3 separate regions of the Gossypium hirsutum genome follow, and all the other regions are linked to region 3. The links are chromatin contacts, called in public Hi-C maps. All regions are on one chromosome and are shown on one strand. The core of a region is the stretch at or near the end of the contact, and the rest is flanking DNA. Distances in the headings are between cores, read along the strand shown. Region 1 holds the start of LOC107910680 (alpha-amylase 3, chloroplastic). Region 2 holds the start of LOC107944866 (ACD11 homolog protein). Region 3 holds the start of LOC107886263 (protein NRT1/ PTR FAMILY 3.1).

Region 1 (3,771 bases), core at 434-2,933, 230 kb before region 3:
TTGGTTACCCTTTGCAGAGTGGTGGTATAACTCTTCTTTTCACTCCTCCATTCAGCTTACCCCGTATGAAGCTTTGTATGGACAACCACCACCTCAACACATGCCTTACTTAGCAAGGGTCTCATCAGTGGTAGTGGTTGATAGAAGCCTACAGGCTCGAGAGGCCGCAAGAAAGCTATTGCAATTCCATCTCAAAAGAACCCAGTCTCTTATAAAGTAGTTAGCTGACAAACATTGGTCTGAGAGGAGCTTTCAAGTTGGTGATTTGGTATACTTGCGACTGCAAGCTTATAGGCAACAGACAGTTAGGAAGGTTCTTCATAAAAAATTATCTCCTAAGTACTACGGACCTTTTCCTGTGATTAAGAAAGTGAGAGAAGTGGCGTGTACTCTACAATTACCTCTAGGATCTTGTATTCACCCAACATTTCACGTTTCTCAGGTAAAGAAACATATAGGATCTGCTCCTACTCAAGCTCAACTACCCTTGGTTGATGCTCATAGGGCACTGCAAAAAGAACCAATTAAAATTTTTGACAGAAGAATAGTTAAAAAAGGGAATCAAGCTGTTACTGAAGTTTTGGTTGAATAAATCGACTCTTTTACTGAAGATGCAACATGGTAATCCTTACCTCTACTTTTAGAAAAATTTCCTCACTTTCATCCTTGAGGACAAGAATCCTTTTCTTGGGAGGCGGTACTTGTTACGGGGTGAAAAGCTAAGTAAGAAAATAGAGAGTAAAAGGGTCTTAAAACAGTGAGTTTCATTTTAGTAAAACGGTGAGTTTAATACTGAGAATAATTTAGCAAAAGCGATGCGTAGGACTTTAGTTAAACGGTGAGTATTGTTATAACTGAATTTACCACGTTTATCTTTTCTTTATTTTTCTTTTTAAGCATGGCTTGTAATAGGAAAACGATATTAAAATCACACAAGGAAATTGCAGAAATCTCTTTGTTCTCTCTGTTCTTCTTTTCTCTACCTTCTTCCTGTCTCGGATTTGAAGTTACATCACGTAATTAAACCATCCATCTTTTTTTCCTCCAGAAAGTTTCTCAATCACCAAGCATCCGAGTATAGAAATCAACTTCAATTCAATAAGTTTTTCTTCTTCTTTGTTTTTAGGCAACCAAATGGGAACCAAAAATGCTAAATCAAAAGTATATATGCCAACAACATGCACACACGCAATATACATCAAGCACAACTCTCAAAAAACATATAAATATACATGTATGCATGTACATATACATATACGTATAAAAATAAATATGAAGATGAAAAACCTTTTCAATTCGGTTGACGGGAAAAGTTTGTTCGTACAAGATGTCAGCGGAAGAAAAGGTGTCAATAGGAGCTGTATCAGTTGAGCTGGCTTTAACGATATAAAACTTCCCGCAAGGGTTGGAGTTAGAGAAGCAAGCACCACGAGAGCAGAGAAGCTTTCTATGTGGAGAACAATCCAAATCCAATGAGCGAAGAGGCTTTAAGTTTAACAACAACTTTTGTCCGCGAGGAGACGATAGCCTAGGGTTTTGGAGAAGGGAACCGACGGCAAGGGTGGCCATGGTTGGGCGGAAATCGAAATGGAAGATAGGTAGATTTTGATATTTCCTTTTTTGATTGTTAGAGAAACTCGTAAAATAGATGAAGTCTGGGATTATTGTTTTCTTTGTATCAGTACAAATATTTTACCCTTAACATGTTAGTTGTTTCGTCATAAAATAAGAATAATTAATTTAGATGAAGTTGATAATAGTGATTGAGGTGATCCCCACCAATTTCGTAAATCTAAAAATACCCACTTTTCATTGGAACGTAAATTTATCCCATACTTGGAGATTTGGAAGGAGAGAGATCGTTAAAGCACTTTCCCTTTTGTGGTTATCTTTTTAACATTCTCTACCATAATTTTTTATTATTAGGTAAACTATAAAAATCTGACTCAATTATGTTTTTCATTTTATTTTAATCATTCAACTATTAATTTTTTGATATTTTAGTCACTCTAAATTAATGTGTTTTTTTGTTAGTAATAAAATTAGTCCTCTAATATTTATATATTCTATTATTTTGAATCTTAAATATAAAAGAAATAATAAATTTAGCTCTTAATATTTACAAAATTGATCATTTTATTTCTAATTCTAAAAAATTCAATAAATTTGGCCCTTAATATTTACAAAACCTATCAATTCATTCCTAACTCTAAAAATTAAAAAAATATTTTTAAAAAATCAATTTAACTATTTATAACCCATCAACTAAACTATGTGATATATTAAAATAAGAAAAAGAGTATCTCTTTCAAGTCACTTGCGGCAATTTCTTTTATAATTTAGGCTTCTCACTACACCAAACCAATTGATTTAGAACCTATCTAGAATAATTTGTTGCATTACTACTCGAGCAAATAATGTTTTTAATGTCTTTGTTTTTTCATCTTAATTTTTTTTAATGTTTTATCCCAACTTTCTAAAGTTTTTTTTTTTTGCAAGTAACTTGAAAGAGGGTACTCTTTTTCTTATTTTAATATCTTGAGTTAGCCGATGGGTTATAAAGGGCTAAAAATGAATTTTTTTTAATATTTTTGACCTTTTAAAGTTAAGACTAAATTAATAGGTTTTGTAAATGTTGATAGTCAAATTTATAGAATTTTTTTAAAATTATAATCAAAATGACAAATTTTGTAAACATTGAGAGCTAAGTTTGTTGAATTCTTTATATTTAGTATCAAATTGATAGAATGTATAAACATTAGAGGGTTAAATTTGTTACTAGACCAAACAAAAACCCACATTAGCTCAAAGTAATCAAAATATTTAACTTCAAAATGTTTAATGACTAGATTTAAAAAATTATTAGTTGAGTGACCAAAATAGAAGGAAAAGTATAACTAAATGGTCATATTTATAGTTTACCCATATTATTATAAGAATAAAGAAATTTTAAAAGAGTGAGCAATTGGAATGCAGACCAATGGACTATTCCAATTTTGGAATTACCTCCTCCCTCCTCCCCTCTCTCTCTCATCTCTTCATGTGCAATAATTTTTCGTCACTCCAATCATTGATATTATATATCAACCAAATTTTGTTAAAATAAATTATTTATAGAAATCAATGATTAAATCACAAGAAAAAGCCCATTTCTAAAAAAAGAATTACAGAAATAGGCCGTTTTATTCAAAAATGATTGGAGATGATCGATTTCCCTAAAACGCGTTGAGCTAGCGTCATTTTCAGGAGAACACAGAAAAGCGTGTCTAGCTCAGTGCTTTTTTCCTTGATGACCAGTAAAACGCGCCCATGTCAGTGCACTTTAGTAAAGCGCTTCCACGTAGGCGCACTTTTGCCCGTGCTCCAACAGTTAACTCAAACAACTATTTGAACTAGCGGTTGGAGCCCAATGGTAAAAAAAAAAAGTATAACTCCCCCCCCCCACACACATTTCTCACAACACAATTCTCATAATTCTTTCCTGAATCTCTCAAATATCTCAAAAACCTCTCAAATACTTTGTACATTACCTAACAAGTTATTGAGTGTTCTTTTAATGGTTTTAGTACCCGTGGGATTATTAACTATACCATTTTTGGAAAATGTTAATAAATTCCATAATCCATTTTGTTGTCCAGTAGCGACAACCGTTTTTTTATTGGTACTGCAATAGCCCTTTGGTTGGGTATTGGAGCAACATTACCGATTGATAAATCCTTAACTTTAAGTCTTCTTTAAATTGAATCAATTAAAAAAATATATCATGATGTG
Region 2 (3,809 bases), core at 1,140-3,639, 180 kb after region 3:
ACCACCTTGAAAGATCTGATTGCTACCAACTTTTTATAAATTATTTTTATATCATTATAAGAAAAAGTATTATCTAAATGTTTTAAATTATTTTACCCTCATACATCTACTGTGGCTGTGGTTGTGGGTAATTATGCAAAAGAGAAGGCTAGTAATAACTGGGAGTAGGGGGCGCCACTTCCAATACCTCAGTTCTTATCGCCAAACAAACACCATACACGTAAAGTTTTTAATGCCTGTATCGAATCGGAAACTATCAAACCCCACCATAGAACAGGATGCCAGCACATTTATTTTATTTTACTCATTATTAGTTAACCTGCAACTCGCTCTGGTAGCCTAATGGGTTGCCCACAACCATAAATAAATTATCAGCCCTGTGACACTGGAATAAAATTTTGAAAACTCAATGTATATGGTCAGTGGTGCGTTGCAGACTTCTTGACAAGACAGCCATTGTGACTGAAGAAGATAATGTAAAAGCTCCAAATCTATGGAGACTAAACAGTGTTCATCGAGTGGAGGAATTGAAATCTTTGATCCGAATGGGACCAATATGGGCATCAGGAATCCTCCTCATCACAGCCTATGCTCAGCAAGGCACATTCTCCCTCCAACAAGCCAAAACCATGGACAGGCACCTCACCAACTCCTTCCAAATCCCTGCTGGTTCCATGTCTGTCTTCACCATGCTCGCCATGCTCTCCACCATAGCCTTGTACGACCGCTTTTTAATCCGCATTGCCCGAAGGTTCACAGGGGTGGACCGCGGCATCACCTTCTTGCGCCGGATGGGAATCGGGCTTTTGATCTCAGTATTAGCCACTCTCGTAGCAGGGTTCATAGAAGTGAAGCGTAAACAAGCAGCTGTGGCACATGGGCTTGAGGACAAGCCTCATTCTATCATCCCCATGTCAGTCTTTGGCTCGTGCCTCCGTACGGTCTACATGGAATAGCTGAGGCTTTCATGTCAATTGGAAACTTGGAGTTCTTTTATGATCAGTCACCAGAAAGCATGAGGATCAGTGCTACTGCTTTGTTCTGGACTGCAATTTCAGTTGGGAATTATGTGAGTACGTTGCTGGTCTCTTTAGTGCACAAATATAGTGCTAAACCTGACGGATCAAATTGGCTCCCAGATAACAATTTAAACAAGGGGAAATTGGAGTTATTTTACTGGTTGATCACCGGCTTGCAAGTGGTTAATCTTCTTTATTATATCTGTTGTGCCAAACTCTATACTTATAAGCCCATTCAAACCCCTACCAAAGACGCTGAATCTAAAGAAGCTGCATGCAAGGTTTGATTATTTTGCATTGTTGAAGTTGGCTTCCATGCAGCACATGCAGCATGAAGAAGCAGAGCAAGCAGCCGGTGCCATGAAGTTGCAGTTGAAGCTTCTGCTACTGTTTTGTTTTGTTACTTCAATCAGTATTTTGTAATTTAGTTTGTCTTGAACTAAGTTGGTAAAATGTTTGATGTAATTAGGTGAAGTTTGAGCTGATAAATCAGCTTTGCAAAATGTACGAGTTATGTTTAACAAGTTTCAATGTAGTTTAGTGGTGTTAGGTAAATGTTTAGGTGACATTTGCTAATTTTTGACCAGCTTATGGATTGATATATGTAATGGCTTTGTACCTTCATTCATCAGTCAATGAAATTATCAGAATTCTTCATCAAATTCTCTCTTAGTTCTTTGCTTTCTCTTGTTCTTCAAGCCCGATTCCGTTTTTGTTTGTACAGCAAGTATCGAGCCTTCAAGCTCAAGAAACTGCTTGTTTCATTCATCTTGCATTCTTAGTTCCACCATGCATTCCCAGGTTCTAGTCGTAGCAATGACCGTATCAAAATAAAAATAAAAATAAAGGTTGAAATTTTAGTAAACTATCTCTTTTTCTGTTTTTAATTATGGTTTACCAAGTCCAATCACTTCTTCTTCTTCTTTTATCTTGGGAGCTCAACACTTGTTAGTCAATCAGATCCTTTAATATATCGATAGACAAGCAACCAAGCAAAAGCAAGACAAACAAGAATATACTCATTCCAGGTTCAAGTCTTATATTTCCTTGCTCTTTAAAATTCAAATTTAGTTTGTATTAATTATGAAAATCGATGGTACAAGGGACGTGATCTGTTAAGTTTTCAACATATCCAATGACGATAATTGCTCAAGGGAGTTACCAGCTGCATTTGGACCGAATTTTATTGTGACCCATCCATCCCCATCAAACAGACGATTAAGAAAGCAACGAGTAACGACAAGGAAGCAAAAGGACCACAAATGTGTTGGAATTTTCCTTTTCCCACAAAAGTCGAAAACCAAGTGGCGGACCGTGTTTGTAGTGTGACCTCTAAATATCCCCCACAACACTTGTCATGTTTAGACAAGAGAAAGAAAATAAATGAATCCGAGACACGTAAAACACTAGTCCAATTTACCTTTTCTTGATGAAAATTCAAAATGTTGGACGGTTTCAAAGCGAATTGGGAATCCTAAAGAACAAAAATTAAAGATAGTTATGATATAAGCCATGGATGAAGGTGCAGATAATGGTTTTAATCATTCTCAAACCAAGATGTCCATGACAACTAAAACGCCTCTGTCGGATATAGCGAAGGCGTTTGAGGAGCTGTCGGGATTCTTGGGATCTCAGACTAAGGATCAAAAACTTCGGTTGGATAATTTCTGTGAAGCATGTTCTCTGGTTTCTGTTCTTTTTAGCTGCCTCGGCCTCGCCTTCAAATTCGCCGAGATGGAGTACGTCGCCAAGGTTCATTGCCTTTACATTGCTAGAAACTGGAATCATGTTTCTTTAGGCTGTCAGGATTTGCATTGAGAAACCTTATTATATGTATAATTGATGCCAATCAATCAATGTAAACTTAAATATTGTAGATAGCGTATAGACAGATTTTCTGATGTTGTTAACATCCATATACAATACAGCATTTCATCAAGGTCTATTTTCTTGTGGTTTGCATTTGTTTTTATACAAATTCTCAATGCCGTGATGTAATGAAATGATTAATGCTTTGATAAGGTACATGATCTTGTGGAAGCATCCAAGACGTATACCACTTTAGAAAATGTACTTGATCGTGATGTTGCTAATGACACGGTGAAAAAACCAGGAAGCCATTCACGTAATCTGCGGCGAGTTAGACAGGGTCTTGACCTCATCCGGGCTTTATTTGAAGAATTTATGTCAACCGAGTATGTCTCGCCCTTCCATCGTTTTTTTTCTCTTGATTTCAAGAGAAATTTGTAGTATTTACAAGTTGTGTAACGTTTGATATGCCTGTGACCCTTTTTTACTATGGCAAAATTCTAAAAATGACACCTGAAACCGAGATTAGGAGACTAAAGGCAGAGGCTTTAGACCATAATCAACATGGGATTAGCTGAAAATTTTGTTTTCCTCTCTGTTTCCTTGATAAAATACACACTACAATGCACATATGGAATGTAACTCTCCTTTTTCATGTCACCATTTCATGCTTCAACTTCCTTATTATTATTTATTTGGTTTCAAATTGTAGTGATTACTATTTGAAGGATGCAGCTTCAACAGCTTATTCTCAAGTGTGTGCACCATACCACACATGGGCCGTCAGGACTGCGGTTTCTGCTGGAATGTATACTCTTCCAACAAGGGAAGAACTTTTACAGAAGCTCAATGAAACAGGTGAGTTCCTATATGTTGAGGAGAGAGCAACATAGCATATGGAATGGATGCTTAATATCTTTCGCAAAATAACTTTGATCATCGTCATGTATTCTCTTCTTTTCCTTATACTTTTTAATCTAT
Region 3 (4,404 bases), core at 1,104-3,603:
AATACGATACACAATAAATATGGACTATTGGCGGCTCAACATCACAATCAAGATCCAATCTAAAGTTCTTAATCCAAGAGATTGCATTAAGGAATTTCGATCTAAATAAATTACAGATATTTGAATTCCCTAGCAGTTTAATATTCATTAACGGGGTAAATATTCATCAAATAGTCAACATATCCCAAATATAAGATTTAATAAATTGCCAACACCTAAATATGAAAATTACCTCCCCACAAATTTGGTGAGGAGGAAGTGGGCACTCCCCGATGCCAAATTTCCAATTTTTTATTTTTAACACTTTATACTACATTTAACTTAATCATCCGTTTAATGTGTTCATTTATCGTGCAAGAATGGTACTTATAGGCACTCATGTATGGTTGAATACTGATTTTTCTTTTCTTTTCTTTCCTTAATTATCATTAGTCCAATTTTCCTTAATTACCATTAGTTAGTTTGAGTCCAATTTTTCGTTAATAATCATTATTCCAATTTCTCCATAATTGTTTTTAACAATAATAAAGTGAACATAAACATCAAAATTTTTGCTTCGCTTGCCATTATTGCCGTGTATAACATTATTATGAAACATTTATATATTTGACTACAATAAAATGAATCAAGAAATTTTTAAGAAATATGATAATAAATATGAATTTTATAAAGTAATTTAAATGGTAAATTGATAACTATTGAATTTTTACTTTGTTTTGCTTATCATTATAAGTAAATAATTAAAACATTGGCTTAATATAACATTTGGTACTTAAACTTAACATTTTTTCTTAATTTAGTACTTAATTTTTTTTTTTGCACAATTTGGTATTTGAACTTGAATTTTTTCCTAATTTGGTACCTAAACTTTTTTGGGGGCCAATTTGGTACTTAAAGTTAGCATTTTTTTTTCTAATTTGGTACTTAAGCTTTTTTTAGGTTCAATTTAATACCTAAATTTATTAAATGTAATACGAATTACGCAAAATACTAACGGTGTTAAATTTTTTTTATGCTACAAAAATATTGTCAATATTAGAAGAAATTCATGTTAAAAAAATAGGTATTGGGCTATGCTCAATGAATTAATATTAAATAAGAAAAATAATTTTAAAATCCCAAATTAAAAGAAATACATTATTTCAATTAGTAAAATAATTAATTAAGTAAATAAAACTAAAAGAAATTGAATATATAAAATACAAAAAATATCATATCATCTGTAACATGTCAGTCATACATTGATTATTTTTACTACTTCATAAAAAAAATAATATTGTTAGTGTATTGGAGTAATTTGTAAAACGTTTACAAGTACCAAATGGAAAAAAAAGTACCAAATTAGGAAAAAGAGTGAAGTTTAAGTACCAAACTGAACTCTCAAAAAGTAAAAGGTATCAAGTTTAGATACTAAATTAGACAACAAAAATTTTAAATGTCAAATTAAAAAAAATTATCAAGTTCAAATATCAAATATTATATTAAGCTTAAAACATTCCTCTATTTACTTATTATTGAATTTTTGCTTTGCTTACCACATATATTGTAGTCTATGCATATATACGTTGATTATGGTTTGAAAATTTTCTATATATATTTTCATATTTACATTTATAATTAACTCACCTCATATAATTTACTTACTATAAAACTTACAACTAAAATTCTCAAAAGATTAAAACCTCAATTTTCACCGACATAACCAAAACCTGCTAAAGCAATGTCATCTTTCCGCCCTTATTTTATTTTCACAATTCCGACACAGAACAGAAGTAGATGAGAAAATTTTTGGTTTTCAGATTTTTGGACTCTCCCTGCAATTATAAATTTATTTATCTATATATTACCCCATACGTTGAGCTAGCATTTCACCAGTTAAAACCTTTTACATAAATTGATTTGAACTTAACAAGGATATCTAATTATCAATAAGGCAACCAACGTGGAACTGTTGTGAGACTATAATTGAATGACTGTAATATTAAAATTCAAAAATTATCTCACTACCTAAGGTGAAGGTAGAAAAATTTTTTAGGGTATCAAAATTAAATTTTAATGTTTATGCTAAAAAATGTAATTTTATTATTTGAATAATTTATATTTTTTAATTTTTAAAAACTAAATTAAATTAAAATTTTATCACTTTTCAATTGGGTCAAAATATAATTTCACTTTTCACATTTGACGTGGACGCGATTTCGGAAAAAATGGCACATTCCGGTAAATAATAAAATACCGAGCCCATTTCGATAAATTTAAAAAAAATAGGGTTTTTTTTTTTGTAATTTGCCCTCCCTACCACTCTCCTTGTTTTTATGGATTTATAAAATAAAATAAATTACAAATACGTTTCGATAATTAATAGACCCCCTAAATCGACTGTTATTTGCTCATTTCTCGAACATGACATCAAGTGTGCAGTTCCGTGAGTGAGTCATTCTCCCATCCCAATAATGCAAAGTGAACACAAGAGAACAACGACAAAAAATGTATACTATATAAGCTTTAGTCCAAGGAAGGCAAGGTTAGTCTCGAAGAAAGAGTCTTGTTTCTGTTGTTGTTGCTTTGTTTGACCTTTGCAAGTTAAGTTTCTGTTTTCTTTTCTTCATCCTTCTGACCAAAGTTCACGCTCAAGGGCCAATCGCATTTATGGTATCAAATTTCGCATTGGATAAGTAGGGCAGCCTTCAAAACATTGAGCTTGCTAGCTGAATTTTATGGAAAACCACAGCATGGCGACTGCAACTCCGGAAAACAAAGATAGCTTTGCTACTTCCGGAAATGCCGATGATAAGCAGAGCAAGGCATTTGTCAATGATAACGAAAAGGGTGGAATTAAGACGATGCCCTTCATCTTACGTAAGCTTTTTGACAACTGTTGGAATCCTAGATTATTTATTTATTTATTTCTGGTATGGCTAATTACTTCATCGTGTATGTTCCAGTAAACGAGATATGCGAGAAATTGGCAATGGTGGGCTTCAGTAAAAACATGGTTAACTACTTGACACAGCAGCTTCATATGCCCTTAACAAAAGCAGCCAACACCGTGACCAACTTCAATGGTACCTCGAGCTTGACGCCATTGCTTGGGGCTTTCATTGCTGATTCCTATGCTGGGAAATTTTGGACCATCACTGTCTCAACGGCCATATACCTAGCAGTAAGAATGGTTGCCTTTTTCCATAGAGATTTTCCGTTCTGAATACTGAGGGTTTTCGATTTACCTACCTGTGTGTGTAGTTGGAGGACAAGAAGCATCAATTTTACAGTTTACTTATATAGTCGGAACATTCCAAGAAATGATTCAATCTCTCTTTTTAGTAAAAAAAGCAAGTGTCTAATATTGACAAAATTAATTAGACTGATTTTCCATAAAAGAAAAATTAATTAGATTGACGGTCTCTTGTCTGTTAAAAAAACTACAATCTGATCTCATCTGATCTGATGATGTGAACAGGGAATGATAGTCCTAACACTCTCAGCAGCACTGCCACAGCTACGGCCACCGCCATGTGCAGGTGACCAAGTTTGCCAAGAAGCCAATGGGAGTCAAATGGCTGTTCTCTACCTGTCTCTTCTATTCGCAGCCTTAGGATCAGGCGGGATCCGGCCATGCGTGGCGGCGTTTGGGGCAGAGCAATTCGTTGAGGAGGATCCTACGCAGCCTAAGAAAACGTGGGTTTTCTTTAATTGGTATTACTTTGCATTGGGAGTCTCAATATTACTGGCATCAACTGTGCTTGTGTATATTCAAGACAATGTAGGATGGAGCTGGGGCCTTGGAATTCCTACCTTAGCCATGGCTTTGTCCATAATTGTATTCCTCATTGGTTACCCTCTTTACCGAAATCTGGATCCTGCCGGCAGTCCCCATACTCGTGTCTTACAGGTCTCTGTTGCCGCTTTTAGGAAGAGAAAGATTCCCTCGATTTCTGATCCTAAGTTTTTGTATGTCAACGAGGAGCTCGATGCATCCATTTCCACAGACGGTTTGCTTCACCATACAAAGCAACTCAAGTAAGTTGCCACTTGCCTGCCCTGATTTCATATCATATGATTTAAATTTATTCAGTTTCTATTGAAAATCTAAACTCGTACTTCTATTCTAACTGACTAATCCACCTGTGTAGATTTCTGGATAAGGCTGCCATTGTCACTGAAGAAGATAGTCTCAAGTCATCAGAAAAACCCAATTTCTGGAGACTGAACACTGTCCATAGAGTTGAAGAATTAAAATCTATATTGAGGATGCTACCAATTTGGGCAGCTGGTATTCTATTTGCCACATCCAATGCTCAACAGAACACATTTTCATTGCAACAAGCCAACACAATGGAAAGACACCTGACCAAGTCTTTTGTAATTCCCTCTGCTTCTATGTCTGTCTTCGGCATGTTATCA

The links. Hi-C and Micro-C count contacts between places; a contact is called where the count stands out from the background.
Region 1: a Hi-C map of leaf shows a contact between it and region 3, with 2.2 times the contacts expected there. The contact joins the promoter of LOC107910680 here to the promoter of LOC107886263 in region 3. A contact is called at or near these places in 2 of 34 Hi-C or Micro-C datasets (both in leaf).
Region 2: a Hi-C map of leaf shows a contact between it and region 3, with 2.1 times the contacts expected there. The contact joins the promoter of LOC107944866 here to the promoter of LOC107886263 in region 3. A contact is called at or near these places in 5 of 34 Hi-C or Micro-C datasets (callus and leaf).

Annotation. Positions count from the first base shown.
Region 1 is chrD02:38,416,287-38,420,057 of Gossypium_hirsutum_v2.1, forward strand. LOC107910680 (alpha-amylase 3, chloroplastic) reads right to left here and starts at 1,684. Exons shown (of 13, transcript XM_016838630.2): 1 at 1,288-1,684. The coding sequence starts at 1,569.
Region 2 is chrD02:38,828,353-38,832,161 of Gossypium_hirsutum_v2.1, forward strand. LOC107944866 (ACD11 homolog protein) reads left to right here and starts at 2,390. Exons shown (of 4, transcript XM_041088533.1): 1 at 2,390-2,771; 2 at 3,042-3,214; 3 at 3,541-3,686. The coding sequence starts at 2,532. It also overlaps the pseudogene LOC107944865.
Region 3 is chrD02:38,646,287-38,650,690 of Gossypium_hirsutum_v2.1, forward strand. LOC107886263 (protein NRT1/ PTR FAMILY 3.1) reads left to right here and starts at 2,354. Exons shown (of 4, transcript XM_016810161.2): 1 at 2,354-2,859; 2 at 2,946-3,163; 3 at 3,461-4,020; 4 at 4,134-4,404. The coding sequence starts at 2,718.